Linked DNA regions of Mus musculus: region 1 is linked to region 2. Evidence: chromatin contacts called from public promoter capture Hi-C data. All regions are on one chromosome and are shown on one strand. The core of a region is the stretch at or near the end of the contact, and the rest is flanking DNA. Distances in the headings are between cores, read along the strand shown. Region 1 overlaps Rufy1 (RUN and FYVE domain containing 1). Region 2 overlaps Mrnip (MRN complex interacting protein).

Region 1 (6,397 bases), core at 589-3,088, 220 kb after region 2:
CTCTAGCTCAGTGGTTCTCAACCTGTGGGCCACGGCCTCTTTGGCAAACCTCTAGCTCCAAAAGCATTTACATCATGATTAATAACAGTAGCAAACTTACAGTTATCAAGTAGCAATGAAATAATTTTATGTCTGGGGGTCAGCACAGCATGAGGAACTGACAGTATGAAAGGGTCACAGCGTTAGGAAGGTTGAGACCACTGCTAGCCTCTTCCTTCATTTCTCATATTATTTCACTTGTTCCCTTTCCTAAGGCTGTGGAGTAGGGGCAGAGCTCCAGGCTCTGTGTATTTATATCTCCGTGCTGTACCACGGTACAAAACAAAGCCCAAGGTCTTCCCAAAGCCATTCATCAGGGAGGGGTCCTCTCTGAGGCTGGACACACAAATGTGGCTTGAATGGTTACAACTTGTCTCTCTGTTTAGACAAACCGTAATCCTAACAGTTAAAACTGTAGACCTCGGCAAAGGTCTGTGGCACCCAACAGAACAACTGGCACTGGCGAGGAGTGAGCCTTACCTTAGGTGCCGGTTAAGTTCCTCCACGTAATTTTTCTGATCAAGGACATCGGTAATTCTTTCATGCCTATGAGAAGAGCACAGAGAGAAGACCTTAGATCCATGTCAAACCGTCTATGTATGGCCTGTGTACAGCCATCCCGATCTTCAGAAACTGAGACCGGCAGAGCCACTGTGGAGTAAACAGCATGGCTTGCCTGACACAGCATCAAGGTTTGAGGACAGGTCCCTGACCACCTGTGCCTCAGTGGGGAGGACAGAAAGCCATTGGCATCTGTGCACAGTGAACACACCTGCCGCCACACACGTGGCTCTGGGTCTTACTGTACTGAAGGAAAGGGGACACGCTCTCAAGGAAACAAAGACTTTCAGAACACAGCAGGACAAGTTAGAGTGAAAAAGCCCTCAACATTTCACAGTAGAGCTCTCCCTCTGATCGGTTTCTTTTTTTTAAAAATTCCAATCATTTACAATTTTTGCGTATACGTGTTTTCCTGTTTGTCAGTATGCACAGCATATATGCAAATACCCTTGGAAGACAGAGTGTCATATTTTGTGGGACTGGAGTTACAAACAGCTGTGAGCCACCGGATGCGGGTTCTGTATAAGAGCAGCAACTTAATCACTGAGCCATCTCTCCAGCTCTTTCTTTCTGTAAGTCGTGTGTGTGTGTGTGTGTGTGTGTGTGTGTGTGTGTGTGTGTGTGTCTGTGTGTCTGTGTGTGCGAGAGCTGCACGGAGCCATCTCACCGACCTTCCTGTCACTCCTTAACACATACTTCTATATTTGTAGCTCACGTAAATGGGGCTGTGCCACATTGTTTCATGCCACAGGTGCTGGGCTGGAGTTTGTTTTATAGTTGCTATCCTTTTGTTTCTTTTACCTTTTGCTTTTTCTTTACTTGCTAGTGCTCCTTGAGGTAACCCATAGTCATGGCTTACTGGCTATCTTCTTTTGTGCCTCTAACCAGCACATCGAGCTAACATATACCACGCACTATATACTCAACTTGTTTTGGCTTATAAAAAAGAAATATATGTATTCCTTGTTATCATACTTTTCTCATTTCATCGTCCTTTGGGTGAATTTCTCTTGGTCTACTATACAAGTAGATCAGATTTAGTCCTGTATGTCTGCATAACACACAACCACTAGGGGTGTCCTACAGTTATCCCATTATTGGTAGAAAAAGCTCAGTATGTTTTGGACAGTCAATAAAAAAAAAAAAAAAAAAAAAAAAAAAAAAACCAAAAATAAACCTGGAGTCTGATGCAATGGTTCAGTGGGTAAAGTACTTGCCACGCAGGTCAGATGACCTGAGTATAATTCCCAGAGCCCACATAAAGGTGGCCACAGAGAACCAGCTCCACACAGTTGTCTTCTGACCTCCATATGTGTGCTGTGGAATATGCATCCACCCACATGCTACACCACACACACACACACACACACACACACACACACACACACACCCCACATGGCTTAGATGGAAGTGACCATAGCAGCTTCCTGTGGTGAGGGGAGTGGACTGCGATGGGCAAAGGAGATGGTATAAAAGGGGAACTTCCACACGCATGCTCAATTCTGAGAGCAACTCCTGAAACAGAGAGGATGCCACCAGACTCACCTCTGTAACTAAATTAACTAAACAAAGCTGAAGTTGCAAAGCAAACCCAAGCCCGTGTCACCAGCTGGTGAGGGGCTGCGAGCAGCTCACTACTCACTCTCTGCCGCTGTCAAGATCCTGTGCGTCCTTCAGACAGAGAGAGAAGTCAATCACCCCGACCTGATGGAGACAGAGGGCACAAGCTCACATCAAACGTGCTGTGCTCATCCCCACAAGCCCTGTAAGCCTTGAGATTCAGGATGGTCACCCCACAACTGTGTGTGCATCCAAAGGAGGATGGGGCATTTATAAAGAGCATCAAAGGTTTGGGTGTACTAAGTAATTTTAAAACAGAGGGGAGGGAGGGAGGGAGGGAGAGAGAGAGAGAACGAACACTAGAGAGACTTCTAGACTAAAGGACAGTCTTGTTTATGGGACACTTCTAAGTCCTTTGCACCCCTATCTTGTTTGTTTGTTAGTTTTGTCAACCTGACACAAGCTAGAATCATCTGAGAAGAGGGAACTGGGAAATGCTTCTGTAGGGAGCCTATGAGGCATTTTCTTGATTAATGATTGATATGGGAAGGCCCAGCCCTTGTAGGTGGTGCCACTGGGCACGTGGTCCTGGATGCTATAAGAAAGGCTGACATGAACCGAACAATGACCAGCATGGCACCACAGACTAAGGGTCCAGGAGTGGCACAGATCCCTTGGCAGTAAGTAACAGCTCTCTCACTGAATTGAAGACACACTCAACAAGAGGGAAACCATGTCTGGTGCTGGAAACTTAGCCATCTGCCCAGAGCTAGTGAAGACATGGATCTTGGAGAGGAACCTACAACCACCACTTTACTAAACCAGCATACTCTCAAACTACATTCTAAATACCTATCCAAATACTAACAGATAAGTGTAGTCCTCACCCCCATCAAGAACTTCTCCTTGCAACAGATGGAGATCATTACAGGAAATTACATCCAATCAAAATGGAGAGCTGTCTGCAGATTTCAAGCCAACAACCGCTGGCCGGGTTCATCCCACTAGGGCCTAAATCCACGTTACCTGAGAATCCAAGTCTTCTCCCTTTAAGCAGAGGTTGGCATCCAGAACGTTGAGTCCCACCAGCAGACCCACGATCACCATTCCTTCCTCCTCCATCATTAAGGCCTCGGGCTCATAGAACTCACTGCAAGAGACTGGCATGTCAGGGAGCTACTCACAAACACCCTCACTCACCTCACCCCAGCTCTCCTGCCTTTGCATCGCTAGGATCCTTCCACTGGCACCTACCCTGGAGCAGGGACCCTCAGGGACCCTCCTTTCTCCTAACATGTCAAATGCCTCTTCTTGGCCTACATGTCTCCCCAGAGATCCATGTGACCAGCCTGCTTCCCAGCTTGGTTGCAGTTAGGAGAGGGACCAGCTGAGAGGTCACCAGAGGTGTGTTCTGAAGGTGTGTGACCTTTGCCTTTTCCTCTTTCTCCCTTTCTGTCCAGGAAGTCAGTTTTTATTCTACCTACCACATGCTTCCTACAGGATATGCTGCCTTGCTCCAGGCACAAAGCAAAAGGACCAGTTATGGACCGAAACCTCAGAAACCTGTGAGCCAAAGCTTAGCCAGAGGTCAACCTCAGGTGCTGGTTCTTAGATGGCTGCTTTTTATTTTATATTTTATCATTTTATTCTATGTGTATGTATGGGTGTTTTGTCTGCATGAAAGAGAGCTTTTAACTCCAGCTTTTTCATGTATGTGCTGGGGACTGAACCTCATGCCTGCAAAGCAAGCAGTTTATATCCCGAGCCACTACTTCCCCTCTCTCTCCCCTACTCCTGGCCTCTGTCTTCCTGTTGTCCTGCCTTGTGTCCCTGTGTCTTCACTTGGCTTCTCTCTATCGAAGACCTTGGCTGCCTGAAACATTAGGTCACCATGACTGGCTGGTGAGGTGACAGTGACAAAGGCCCCTGCCACCAGCCTGACACTCTGAGCTGATCTCTGGAACCTGCTGGATTGAAGGAGGGGACTGAGAGGGTGTGCTGGCACTCATCTGTAATCCCAGCACTTGGGTGGCAGAGGCAGGGGAAGCTCTGTGAGTTCAAGGCTAGCCTGGTCTATACAGAGAAATCTTGTCCTTCCCCCGCCCCAAAAGGGGAGAGAACTGACTTCATTTTATTTTCCTGACCCACATGTATGTGCCATGGTATTCACAACTCCTGAAAATAAGTAAATAAATTTAAAAGGAAAGAAAAACCAAAAATTAAAACAAGCTATGTTCAACAATAAAAAAAATTTGGGTCTTGGCTACGATGAAAAGGAAATTTTAATCTGAGTTAGACAAGAGATTAACTCTAGAGATTTCTGTTATATAAATTTCAGTCTAGAGAAAATCTCTTTTACAATGACTACTTGTTTATAAGCCATACATATAAAGAATGAGTCAGTCATAAATTTCAGTGATAGCCATTATTTAAGTTTTCACTAATGCTAACAAATCCACATTTTACAAACTGGATATGAAATCTTCAGCTAGGATGACATATGTATGTTTTTTACAAAAAGAATTACCCACCATTCAACAGTTATTTTATTCCTGTTATCATCCAGTCTATTAAATACCATTTTATTGAAACTTATTGAATGGGCTGACAGTTACCAAATTATAAGCATTAATATTCTGGGAGAATTATCTTTAGAATTTCAAAATGAAGTCCTGTGAGTTTCAGTCATAATGCTTCTGGGATATTTGGGTTCAATAAAGAAACACTTCAAGCCAGGCGGTGGCGGCGCACGCCTTTAATCCCAGCACTTGGGAGGCAGAGGCAGGCAAATTTCTGAGTTCAAGGCCAGCCTGGTCTACAGAGTGAGTTCCAGAATAGCCAGGGCTATACAGAGCAACCCTGTCTCTGGGAAAAACAAACAAACAAACCCAAAAAAAAAAAAAAAAAAAAAAAGAAAGAAAGAAAGAAACACTTCAAACCAAACCTCAGAGCACTGAAAACTAGGATCTAGGATGATTTGATTTCAGCTAGGAACACTCTATTTTCTTTTTTTGACAATGACTTACAGACTATGCTGCAACTACAAAGTAATAGAGACAAATATAATGATGCAATACCTTAGAGCTGCGTGTTGTCTGTGATACCTTAGAGCTGCGTGTTGTCTGTGATACCTTAGGGGATGTGTGTTGTCTGTGATACCTTAGGGGATGTGTGTTGTCTGTGATACCTTAGGGCTGCGTGTTGTCTGTGACACCTTAGGGGATGTGTGTTGTCTATGATACCTTAGAGCTGCGTGTTGTCTGTGATACCTTAGGGGATGTGTGTTGTCTGTGATACCTTAGGGGATGTGTGTTGTCTGTGATACCTTAGGGCTGCGTGTTGTCTGTGACACCTTAGGGGATGTGTGTTGTCTATGATACCTTAGAGCTGCGTGTTGTCTGTGATACCTTAGGGGATGTGTGTTGTCTGTGATACCTTAGGGGATGTGTGTTGTCTGTGATACCTTAGGAGCTGCTTGTTGTCTATGAGGACTTTCAGATAATCTGCCAGTTTCTTTTGCATGAGAGCAAGATAAAGCCACGCTCTGCCTCTTCCCACGGCTGTCCTAGAATTCAAACAGAGAATCAGACCACAACAGCATAAGAACAGCAACAAACACAGAACAAAATAATTACCTGTGGGAGGAATGTGTGTGTGTACACATACACGTACACACACGAGTCACACTGTAGTGTAGGGGTTAGAGAGGTACTGTCTGGGCACAGAGAATGCACGCTGTGCAACTTAGGTGCCTTTTGCATTTTGTACCACAGGCTCTTCAAGTGTTAAGGGTCTTATAACATTTCTGAGGCTCAGGCTCATTTATGCAACTTATGTTTGTGGTGAAATACCACATCACTGGGCTAGAGACACGTCTGCAGTTTCCCTGATTCCCACGTTCCACCTGCTGTGGGTGCTGGAAACCAAACTCCAGTCCTCAGTGAGAGCAGCAAGTGCCCTGTCTGCAGTCCAACAACAAATGTAAACGACCTGAACCACGTGGCAAGGGGCAGCCGCTGTCTTCATATTAAAGAACAGGAGTGGGAGGCTCAGAAAGGTTCAAGTCTCGCTCAAGGTCATGTGACGAGTGAGCAGCACAGGTGGGGTCAGAATCCATGTCATGGTTCCTGCTACAGAGTGTTAAGTTAGGAAGGACTTCAGAGGTGGCAAACACCCGAGAGAGGCAAGCAAACACTCAGCGTTACTACTTCTTACTCACTTTAGTTCTGGAAGATTC
Region 2 (6,497 bases), core at 2,032-4,531:
GTGTGTGGAGGTCAGAGGATAACTTGCAAGGGCTGTTTCTCTCCTTCCATGCTGTAGAGCCCTGGGGATCAAACGCAGGTTGTCAGACTGGGCAGGAGGTGCCTTGGCCCTCGGAGCTCGCTCACCCGCCTTGTGCCCTTTTCAGCAGGAATTAAGTCAGCCCTACCAGAGAGAGGGAGCCTGGTCTTGACAGTCCCAGAAGGGGAAGACAATGTATTGTCGAGTGTCTGGGTAGGTGTGACTATTGTGACTATTTGGGGCATTTGGCTTTTTCCAGAAATGCTTCTGCTCTATCTGCTTATATCCCAAACGTACAGCAGGCAAAGTTTTCATAGCTTTCAAGAACAGTTGAGCATCTGCCAGTTCTCCCAAGCCCCCCCACTAGTCCTGAAACATTGGCTACAGCGATTACGCAAGGGTTATAGACCCCAGCAGAGAAGGGGAGGTAGAGCCAGGAGAGCCTCCATGCCGGAGCAGAGGAAAATGAGGATCCCACAGCAGCGGAGGTGGTCCAGAGAGTGTAGATCCCAGAGGTTTGCTAGAAGGAACAGGGGTGCAAGACAACACGGACCCTGTGAAGGGGCAGCCACTCTTCATCCCTAGAGTCCTGTGTTCCCTCAACTGTGACACCCCACAGAGTACCCCTCACACTCCTGAAAGTATAAAACTTGGGTTCACTTTGTAGCTACTCATTATTCTGGAGCCAGAGAATATTCAGGCTCCTCACAGGGGGACTCAGCCTAAAACTTGGCCACAGATCAGTCATGAAAGGACAAGTTGTGGAGAAACAAAAGCCTGGTCAGCTATGTGACTGTCAAATTAGGAGGGGAGCAGGGGGCCCCCTCACATCCTGCTTCCTCCCACTCAGGAGAGCAGTGGTCGCCAATATCAGAGAGAGGAAGACAGGGAGGAGAGGGTGTGAGGCGATTCTCAGAAGGATGAGAGTAGGCCCCTACCTATATGGAGCACAGCACGTGGTAGTCCTCCTTTTCCGGTACTATTTTGGAGTGAGTTTCCAGATGTTTTTATTAGACATTTGTCTTTAAAGGTCAGGCTTCCAATGGTTGGGACCTGACTGATGAACTCCCTGCATTTAATCTTGCCTCAGGAATATGAGTCAATGAGCAAGGGTTAAAAAAAAAAAAAACGGGCTGGCAAGATGGCTCAGTGGGTGAGAACACTGACTGCTCTTCCCAAGGTCCTGAGTTCAAATCCCAGCAACAACATGGTGGCTCACAACCACCCTTAGTAAGATATGAGGCCCTCTTCTGGTGTGTCTAAAGACAGCTACAGTGTACTTACATAAAATAATAAATAAAATCTTTAAAAAAAAAAAAAAGTAAAAAGCCAAGTAACTCGATCATAGTGCCACAAGAGATTAAATGCAGCTGGAGAGACTAAGTAGGATAGGGGTCAGAACCTAGTGGTCTTGTGTAACATAGGAGAGGCCCTAAGTTTAGTCCTGAGTACTGTGTGTGTGTGTGTGTGTGTGTGTGTGTAGCAGTATATGAAATTATAAGAGCAGAGCATTTAAACCCTAAACGTAAATCCGTTGTTCTGTCTGCAAACAGGGAAATTCTGTCTGGGAAACAAGACTACTAAATGCAGCTGGGTCACCAGCATCGCTGAGCCACGTCAGCACACAAAGTGAAACTGTGTTTCTGTGTGAATTCAGTGGACTCTTGGGAGATTGATTTTTTTAAACCAAGTACCAGAACCAGTGAGATGGCTCAGTGTTATGGTAAAGGCACCTGACAAGCTAATCCTTGATCCCTGGGACCCACGCAGGAGGAGGAAACATGCGACCCCTGGAAGTTGTCTTGGCCTCCCTCATTTCTCTCATGCTGGCATGTGTGCACGCACACATACATAGATAACTGTAAAAATATCTCAAATAAGAAACAGAATTATAGCCGGGCACACCTTTAATCCCAGCACTCGGGAGGCAGAGGCAGGCAGACTTCTGAGTTCGAGACCAGCCTGGTCTACAAAGTGAGTTCCAGGACAGCCAGGGCTACACAGAGAAACCCTGTCTCAAAAAAAAAAAAAAAAAAAAAAAAAAAAAAACAAAAAACAAAAAGAAAGAAAGAAAGAAACAGACAGAATTATCGGGCTACACAGAGAAACCCTGTCTCAAAAAAAAAAAAAAAAAAAAAAACAAAAAACAAAAAAACAAAAAGAAAGAAAGAAACAAACAGACAGAATTATCGCTTCAGCCCTGGGAATGTGGTTTCATGGCTGAGCACCTGCCTACTGTGCAGGAAGGAGGCATTCTTTGTCCCCAACATTGAAAACAAAACAAAAATAACAAAAACAAAAAAAACCTTTTGGTGGCGATGACACAAATTCCAGCACTGGGGAGGCAGAGTCAAAAGGATCTCTGTGAGTCAGGCCAGCCTGGTCTACATGAGTTCCAGGATAGCCAGAGCTACATAATGAGACCCCATATCAAAAACAACCAACAAACACTCAAACAAAGCAACAAACACTAAGCTAGGTTTACTCAGTATAAATGTTATATCCCATTTAGTTAATTTTAAAAAATTTAAAAGGGTTTTACATTTTATTTAGATTTATTTTGTGTCTTGTTGCTTGTATGTATGTGCACTAGGTGTGTGCCTAGTGCCTGCAGAGCTCAGAGGACATCACCCCCTGGAACGTGAGTCATAGGTGCTTATGAGCCATCTGTGGACACTGGGAATTTAACCCAAGTCTCTGCAAAAGCAACGATGCTCTTCACAACTGAGCCATCTCTCCAGGAAAAGTAGTTTTATTACACCCACTTATATGTATGTAAAGTTCCTTTTTAAGATTTGCCTAAGAGCCAGGTGGTGGTGGCATAAGTCCTTAATCACAGAACCTGGAAGGCAGAGGCAGGTAGAGATCTCTGTGAGGTGGACATGGACTGTAACCTGAAGTACCTGTACTTAACTGTTTTACCTGGCTGTCCTGGCCCTCAGTCACAAGGAGTAACTACTCTGCCCAAACCTCCTGAAGTGCTGAGAAATGAGTGCCTCCATGAGGGCAGCAGGAATGTCTGTGACACCCCAGGACAGCCCTAGCCTTGCCAGTTCTTGTACCCACCTGCTTCACCTTCCCTGTCCTACATCTTCCTGTGGTTTCACGGGGCCATATTTGCCATCTTCCCTTAAGGTCTGTGGAGGAAGCTGTAAATGGCAGTGAAGAAGAAAATGCAGGCCCTCTGCAGGCCGAGGCTGGGAGTCAGCAGGTAAGTCCGTGCCACTGCCCCACCCTGTCCCCTGGGCCGCCCAAGAACAAATTACAAGGCATTTAAAGGTCTTAGTTGGCTTCATTTGCCTGTTAGAGTCAGGCGGGACCTTCAGTCCATAAACCAGAACGAACACACCAGTGAGCTGAGTAGACAGGGCTGAGGGGAAGACGCTGAACAGAAGGTAAACGGACACCTCAGGTGGCTTCCTTTGTAAGTTGACAGGGAGTCAGAACCATAGGAAAGACTGATGGCTCAGTTCAGCTTCCTTTTGGGACTAAGCATCACCTCAGAGAGAGCTGCTGCAGTGTCCGTGTCCATAGACACTGGCCTCTTAGGGCATTGGGCCACCATCTCTCCTGCTTTCCAGGAATTGAAAATTTTCAGTTCCAAGTTAGTGATAGAGTGCCAAGTTAACACACGTGACTCGATTTTTCACTTGAGTCTGGTGTGTTGGAATCTTGTGCAGGTTAGCCCAAAACTGTAAGTATTAACAGTATTCATTAGTCACGTGTTTGCCTTGTATGCCCAAGGCTAGGGAATCAATGCCCAACAATAACAAAAGTCATTGGTTCAGCAAATGCTTATTGTTGCATCCTAATGACAGACACTGGTGTGACGCTGCAGGAAACACAACGGTGAAAGACCCTGTCCTTTTGCAAAGGTGCATACCTCATCACCTGCTCTATGACCTGGACTTCCCTTATCTGCTTGCAGAGCTCTCTGAACCTCCGTGCTTTCACCCTGCTGCACCTACCCTCCCCCTCCCTTGCTGCAGACTCACTCCTCAAGAGCAGGAATGGCAAGCTGTGTTCTCTAGCCCTAGAGCCTGAAGAAGGCTTACAAAATAGGTGCTCAGCCAGGCAGGCACTGTTGGGTGGGTAGGTACTGGCTTCTTTTTTGATTTGTGAGACAGGGTTTCTCTGTATAACAGCCCTGACTTTCCTGGAACTCACTTTGTAGATCAGGCTTGCCTCGAACTTTCAAAGATCTGCCTGTCTCTGCCTTCTGAATGCTGGAATTAAAGGTGTGCACCGCCTCACCTGGCTAGTGACTAACTTGACTGACACAGTATTAAACCAGGATGCTGCACTGTGACTACCAGTGTGATGTATAGAAACTCCTGCGACACATCTGCAGCTATGACTCTCCTCTGCTCATGACTTACACCAGCCACCATCTCTCTGCACTTAGCTTTCATAGTTTATTTTAAACAAAGGAAGCACTTAGAAGCACACAAAAAGCCCTTCTGACATGTGTGTGTGTGTGTGTGTGTGTGTGTGTGTGTATCCATGTATACACTTCTGCTCAGTCTCCTCCTCTTCCCTCTCCCTCTTCTCTCTCTCTCCTCTCTCCTCTCCTCCCCTCCCCTCCCCTCCCCTCCCCTCCCCTCCCCTCCCCCCTCTCCTCCCCTCCCCTCCCCTCCTCTCCCCCCTCCCCTCCCCCTTCTCTCCTCCTCCCCGCCCCTTCTCTCTCTCCTCCCCGCCCCCCTCTTTCTCTCTGATACAGGGTTTCTCTGTATGGCCCTGGCTTCTCTGGGTTCTGGGACTAAAGGTGTGCGCCATCACACCTAGCCCTGTTTGGTCCTTTACAAAGATTATTTTATGCCATTCTTACTACAAGTAATACCTGGGGCTGGGGATTGGGATGCAGCCTAGGGTAGACCACTTGCCTGGTGTCTGTGTGACTAGTCCCAGGTTTGAGCAACAGTACTGACTCCTCTCTGGAACTGTATAGTCCTTAGGAATTTTCATGTTTGAGGATTCTAGAGTGTCAACAGGCAGTTGGTGCATGCCTTTAATTCCAGCATTCAGGAAGCAGAGGTCGGTAGATCTCTGAGCTTGAGGCCAGCCTGGTCTACAGAGGGAGTTCCAGGACAGCCAAGGAGACAGAGAGAAACCCTGTCTAGAAAAAAACAAAAACAAACAGAAATCTGGAGTGTCTTGGTACACCAATTTCCTGTCTTAATCATTTGCTATTTGCAGTTCGCTCTTCACTGTGCATCGTGAGTGAGCAGTGTTGGAGAATGTTGACACTGTGAAGGTCCGAGACAAGCCTGTGTACACCAGCCTACTAGAGCACTGGTCCTCAACCTGTGGGTCAAGACACCTTTGGGGATGAACAACAGTTTCATAGGGGTTGCATATCACATGTACCGCATATCAGATACTTATATTACAATTCATAAGAGTACCAAAATTGCCAGGCAGTGGTGGTGCACACCTTCTAGTCCCAGCACTTGGTAGGCAGAGGCAGGCAGATTTCTGAGTTCGAGGTCAGCCTGGTCTACAGAGTGAGTTCCAGGACAGCCAGGGCTACACAGAGAAATCCTGTCTTGAAAAACCAAAAACAAACAAACAAACAAACAAAAAGTACCAAAATTACAGTTATGAAATAGTAGTGAAAATAATTTTATGGCTGGGGTCACCACAACATGAGGCGCTAACTGTATTAAAGGGCCGCAGCATTGGAAAGGCTGAGAGCCAGTGTTGTGGGGTCTCAGGGCAGGCAGCTGTGTCCACATTTTGCTCTACTAGAAGTCTTTCCTAGTGATTCCTAGTGATGAGAGAGACATGGGTCCTAAGAACCCTGACCTAAGCATTATGGGGTGGGCTAGGCTGCTTTAAACTCTGAGATCTGCCTTTTGCTCTGCCATTTAGGCACCGTCTAAGCCCCTCGAGTCCCGTTGGTTGAAGTATCTGGACAAGGGCTGCGAGGACCAGGAGCTGGACAGAGGGAGACCAGCTCTTAAGACACAGCTTTCAACCAGTGCTGAGCGGCCAAGCAGTCCAGCCCAACCCAGGAAGAGGTACCAAGCGGGTCTCATCCAGCTTTCCCCATGCCCACACTACTCCTGAAGGGGGGTGGGTGTGCAGCCCCAGAAGTCACTAAGTTTAGCCATCACTGCTAACCATCAGAGTGTGCTGTCTGGCAGAGGGGAGCAGAAGGCTAGCTAAGCCATTGGCCTGGATGCCTACAGCTCCATTCCTGAGGAGGAGGCTGAAGTAGGAGTGCCATGAGTTCAAGGCTGGCCATGGAAGTGTGGCCAAAGTAATCAGTGGGCCTGGGAGTTTTCTCCAGATCCCCATGTGTCTTAGTAAGTTTCCAGAGAGACTGTGCTAAGCTCAGGATGGTGCATGACTCTCAGAGGACAAAGGAGATTGAAAGTACACAAGCCAAAGAAGAGGCCTGGCTGGGCTGCTCTGGAGGTGCTGTAGGAACCTGTAAGAGTTCATGATCCCTCCCCGTCAGAGTCAGGCCAGACCAT

The links. Capture Hi-C pulls out chosen DNA fragments and counts their contacts.
Region 1: a promoter capture Hi-C map of liver shows a contact between it and region 2. The contact joins two enhancer-like sites. A contact is called at or near these places in 2 of 39 promoter capture datasets (the C10 cell line and cranial neural crest), 1 of 115 datasets of contacts at active chromatin or transcription factors (embryonic stem cells) and 2 of 9 other capture datasets (adipose tissue and liver).

What each region holds. Positions count from the first base shown.
Region 1 is chr11:50,413,998-50,420,394 of GRCm38.p6, forward strand. Rufy1 (RUN and FYVE domain containing 1) reads right to left here. Exons shown (of 18, transcript NM_172557.3): 3 at 6,380-6,397; 4 at 5,624-5,725; 5 at 3,187-3,310; 6 at 2,243-2,304; 7 at 520-585. Among named protein-coding and RNA genes, the nearest start is that of Rufy1, 14 kb to the right of the region's middle. Within about 2 kb of position 1,839, at least 32 of the 459 cell types and tissues checked have an H3K27ac peak or open chromatin away from gene starts, as enhancers often do. A contact at or near this core is called in liver, where this site is marked.
Region 2 is chr11:50,191,055-50,197,551 of GRCm38.p6, forward strand. It overlaps Mrnip (MRN complex interacting protein), which reads left to right. Exons shown (of 7, transcript NM_026543.3): 4 at 3,154-3,229; 5 at 5,890-6,038. Among named protein-coding and RNA genes, the nearest start is that of Sqstm1, 17 kb to the right of the region's middle. Within about 2 kb of position 3,282, at least 11 of the 459 cell types and tissues checked have an H3K27ac peak or open chromatin away from gene starts, as enhancers often do. A contact at or near this core is called in liver, where this site is marked.